Regions from separate parts of the Zea mays genome. Here region 2 is linked to region 1. A link is a contact called in public Hi-C data. All regions are on one chromosome and are shown on one strand. The core of a region is the stretch at or near the end of the contact, and the rest is flanking DNA. Distances in the headings are between cores, read along the strand shown. Region 1 holds the start of LOC100281767. Region 2 holds the start of LOC100278579.

Region 1 (2,540 bases), core at 23-2,522:
TTATTTTTAAGCTAAAACACGATAAATACAAAAGAGCGCAGAGAGTGTTCAAGGTTCTGTTTGGTTGCCTTAGTCACTAGAAATTTAGTCGCTAAAATATACCGTTTGGTTTCAGTAACTAAATCGGACTAAAGAGCATTAATTGCTGTGAATAATGACTATTTTACCCCTATTAATTAATAGATCTTTGCTATAAGAAGAAAGTGGAGAGGACAAATAATGTAAAAATACTACTTTAGTCCCTTTTAGTCACCCCCTTAGTGACTAAAGAACTAAAGTTTAGTCACCCCACTTTAGTCACCAAGTTTGATTCTTAGAGATTAAAAGTGACTAAACTTTAGTCACCCCAAACCAAACGAGGCCTAAGAGCAACTCTAATAGTTATATAAATTTTAGCTCTATTAATCACATATTTAAGAAGTTCATAAATAACTTTGGGAGTAAATAAATGTGAGTTCTCCAATAATTCTCTAAATATATGTTGTAGTTTTGTTTTGTATATATCCACATTAAAAAATAAGTCACAAATATCAGCAATTATCTTCATTACCTACATAATGCTGTCAACATTTTTGTTTAGAGAGTTGCTAAATGGTTGCCAAATGTAGAGAGGAAATGAGGTTAGATGAGAAGTTGCTAAATTTAGAAGTTAATTTAGAGAACTATTGGAAATAAGTTTTATGTTAGCTACCTAAATTATTGATTTAAGAAGTATTTTAGAGAACCAATGGAATTGCTCTAAGATGGTTTTCACCAGAGGAATTGTAGGAGTAAAAAAATGAAATAGCGTGACAATGATGACCACGCACGCAAACGTAGTCACGGAAAACACCGAGTTTTCGACCAATTTTAGAGCTCCGCGGCATCTCAAGCGCACGGAGTACACAGCACTAGGAGTGTGTGGGTCACACACACACAGCCAGCACCGTCCAAACTCCAAACCGTACCATGTCCTGTCAAGGACTTAAGGGGGACACGCGTCGCGCATCCAGCAACCCTATCTCCATGCTGGACCGCGACGTGGCCCAGCGCGCCGTCCCCTCCAGAACACGTCGCCGTCCACCCACGACGCTTCGAGGCCGGTTCACGCGTCCGCGGGAGCCCCGCCCGCCCATGTCCCCCATCCATATTTTCTGCTGCCTCTCCGGCCTCCGCTCGCCCCCACCTCCCGCCACCGCCTCACGTTCCATTCACCGGCGCACCGCGCGCCACGTCGCGCGGGCGCCCGTGTCCGCCAGCCCTATTTAACCCCGCGGCACGGGGCTCCCCTTCGCTTCCCCCGTAATAATAACCGAATCCCCAGACCAAATCGCCGTCGCCGTCGCCGTCGCATCGCAGCAGCGGGAGTCCCAGGGTCCCGGACCGAATCCATTTCCAGACACCCAAGGCCAAGATCCATCGCTCGTTCCAACCAGCCTTCTTCTTCTTCTGCTTGGTCGTCTGATCTCGTTTTCCATTCGTGTCCAATCCGATCCAGCCAACCGCTGTGAATGATGGCGCTCAACCTGTCCCACCAGACCGGCGCGGCCGTGGCGGCGGCACCGGCGGCGCCACGCGCGGCCGTCGTCGCGGCGGCGGCCACGGCGCCACGCTCGGCCGTCGTCGCCGCGGCGGCCACCGTGGCGCCGCCGCCCGCGTCGGCGCCCGCCCCCGCTCCGGCGCTCCAGCTGCAGACGATGACGGTGGACCCGGCCCCCGCGCAGGCGCCCGACGCGGTGAAGCCGGACCTCGCCATGGCGTGCCAGGCGCTGGTGGAGGCCGCGCCCGAGGCGGAGCACGCCGACGTGGCCGCCGAGCTCCGGAGCAGGGCCGGGGTGCCCGTCTTCGTCATGATGCCGCTCGACACCGTGCGCAAGGACGGCAACTCGCTCAACCGGCGCAAGGCCGTGGAGGCCAGCCTGGCGGCGCTCAAGAGCGCCGGGGTGGAGGGCATCATGGTGGACGTCTGGTGGGGCATCGCCGAGGCCGACGGGCCCGGGCAGTACAACTTCAACGGGTACATGGAGCTCATGGAGATGGCCAAGAAGACCGGGCTCAAGGTCCAGGCCGTCATGTCCTTCCACCAGTGCGGCGGCAACGTCGGTGATTCAGTCACGTACGTGTCTTCGTCGTCTCTTTCTCTAGCACTTTCTGGCTTCACCATCACCAGTGCATTCTTTCGATTAAACGTAAATTACCTGACGTTAGTTTTTAGAGTACTTGTTTAACCGTATGTGGATTACACGAAACGAAATGCACATAGAAGATCAGTACTACAATCAGAAGCCGCATGTTGGTATCTGATTCTGAGCTGGAGCTGATCTGATCTTCAGAAAAGTTCTGACGCCTTCACGGTTTTTTAGCTGAACTGAATAAAACGCTTCCACTAGACACAGTAGTTGATGTGGACTCGAACGCAAGGTCCCCGTGACTTGAGCCACGGAGAAGCACAAGTTCACCATCCGCCACCCTGCATATATAGCGTACTGAAGAAGAAAAAAGTCGATCCTTTTTCTCCTTACAGACAGTGGCGCTTCCCTCTTCCTGCCGACTCGGCATGT
Region 2 (2,540 bases), core at 13-2,512, 220 kb after region 1:
GAACCTAATGTGGGCACCTGGTGATACCGACTTCACCCTCCGCGCTACCACACCGTGCTAAAAATAGTACAAAGCGAGCACTCAAACCCACACCACCTTGCTCCAAACATTTACGGGTAACCACCAGACCACAAATACCTTAGTGTTTATAAATATCTCAATACCTATTTATCTATACTACTCTATTAAGAACCTAATGTGGGCACATGGTGCTACCACAGCTTCACCCTCCACGCTGACACTCTGGGCCCGTCCCATGCGCTCGACTGGTTCTCACGTCCCTCTCTCAGCTACTACCCTGTGGACACACTGACACTCTAGGCCCGCCCCACGTTCTCTGACTGGTTCTTCCACCCCTCTCTCAGCTACTGCCCTGTGGATCCCAGCGCCCACACAGCCAGCGTCTGCACCTGCTCAGCACCTGACCGCACCCACATAGCTATCACACCACGCAAAAAAAGTGTAGAGCGAGCACTCGAGCCCAGACCCCCAGCTCCGAAAATTTGGGGCTAACCACCAAACCACATGTAGTTTAGTGTTTAGAAATAAAAAATAATTATATTTGAATAAATATCTTAATACCTATTTATATGTTATATAAAAACTGTAGCAAAGCACGGACAACTAGCTAGTTATAGCTTATAAAAGGATTAAGAGTTATGTTACTCAGTTTTTTCTTTCTGGGGTTACTCAAAAAGATTTTTAATGAGGCAGCATTGCACACAGCTCTTAAACCTTTAATTTATCATGTTTTGCTTTTTTGTTGTTTTTTGAATTTTAATCTAGTTTATGTCTATTTTAACGATTTTTGGTGCAACCAGACCACGAGTTAGTCTGGTACGTTATTGTGAGCGTGTCAAACTGCCAACTTAAACCAATCCAGCTCGAAAACGGTCAACAGGTTTGTGCTCGGGCCGTAGGCTAGACACGAAATTTAGATCAACCCAACACGACAAGCAGTGTGCCGTGCTGGCCCGAAACTATGCGGGTCGTGCCTACCTCATGCTCGGGCCGCCGGCCCGGCCCGCTGAACACCTATAGTTCTGATGGAAGCCGACGCCGGCTAGCTAAAAATCTCCTTTCCGTTGGGCCACGCCACACATGGAGTCCCTTGCACGGCACGGAAGAGCATGTTCTCACTTCTCACCGAACTCGTCCCAAAAAGGCTGAACGGAACAAAGGCGGGTGGGCCAGCGGCGACCTTTTCCAAGAGGAGATGCCCGGTCCCACAGCGGAGCTTGCTCCCTCCTCCCTTCCTCTCGAGAGGGACTCCCTCGGCGTCACCATCGACCCCGCGGAAGCGGGGGCGTGCGCGTATCCACTCCTCAACCAAGTGGAGCATCCCCTCACGCTAGACCGGAGCTGGGGGGCGACGACGAGCCAGCCGCCGCCGGTTTGACCAGACCTGTGGTGATGGACTGATAAGGTATGCCTGTAGGAGGGAGAGAGCTTTCGGTTTAGAAAATAAGAGGGTGCCGCGGGCTGGACTGAGAGAGCGGAAGGAAGGAAGGAGCCGGCGATGGGCGGGTGGAACTGGCTCTTCTGCGGCCGATCCAAAGCCGGAGGCGGCGAGCTCCGGCCTCCCGAGCCCTTCCAGCTGCCGGCGCCCTTGCCCGAGTGGCCGCAAGGTTTGGGGCTCTTCTCTCTCTCCCCCAGCGCCTTTCCTTTGCTGGCTTTTCATTTGTTGTTCGTGCTGATTGACTGTGGAACCAGTTCGCGGTTGAGTCGTATCAGTATCAATTATTGGTAGATTTGTTACAGTTCGTTGATAGTCACCTTGTTCGTTCGTTTCCGCTGTATGCTACTTTTTCTGTGGTGACCGGCACTGGGATCGGTCGTTGCTTTAAATTCTTCTGATCTGAGTGTTGGATACTTGTATTGTAAGTTGTAACAACCTCTTGCCGTCTCGTTTGCCCTCGATTCTGCGATTTCAGTGCGGTACTTCGCCTGCTTTAACCATGGGTTTCTTTGATCCACGAGCATTTTTTTAACAGTTCGGTTTTGGAATGACTGAATAAGATGAAGCAGTTCGTCTACTACCTACCACTCTGCTTTACTTTCAAGTGATAATTTACATGGTACTCCCGACAAAGTTAAATATTAAATTGCATGCACCATCTACTTTAACCAAAAATTTAAACGGATCGAGCCACAATTGTTTTATTTTAATTATGCTAACCAAGATTCGAACTCGAGACTCCTCTAATAGCATATTAAGTTACATGGACCTTCCAGTTCAATCCAAAACATTTTGGAAGGGAGAGAGTAGAGGGGGGCAGGGGTCAGGGGTCAGGGTAAATTTTTAAATCATACTGTCACTGATTAACTGTATAGGAAACACTAGTATCTGCCTGTTTGCTTATTTGCAGGAGGCAATATCTGTAATTAACTTATCTTGTACAGGCAACTCAGAACCTTGTTCTTGTGTTGTCACGTGCTGAATACTGGAACCTTGTTCCTAGTTTTCCAACAATAATATATGCATGTACCAATGTTCACTATGCATTGTTTTACCAGATAAATAAAATGCTTTCCAGAAT

What was found. A called contact is a pair of places that touch in the nucleus more often than the background predicts.
Region 2: a contact with region 1 is called in a Hi-C map of endosperm, with 2.5 times the contacts expected there. The contact joins the promoter of LOC100278579 here to the promoter of LOC100281767 in region 1. A contact is called at or near these places in 6 of 25 Hi-C or Micro-C datasets (bundle sheath, ear, endosperm and 2 more).

What each region holds. Positions count from the first base shown.
Region 1 is chr1:9,054,101-9,056,640 of Zm-B73-REFERENCE-NAM-5.0, forward strand. LOC100281767 reads left to right here and starts at 1,273. Exons shown (of 3, transcript NM_001154687.2): 1 at 1,273-2,095. The coding sequence starts at 1,491.
Region 2 is chr1:9,276,081-9,278,620 of Zm-B73-REFERENCE-NAM-5.0, forward strand. LOC100278579 reads left to right here and starts at 1,263. Exons shown (of 2, transcript NM_001151811.2): 1 at 1,263-1,628. The coding sequence starts at 1,520.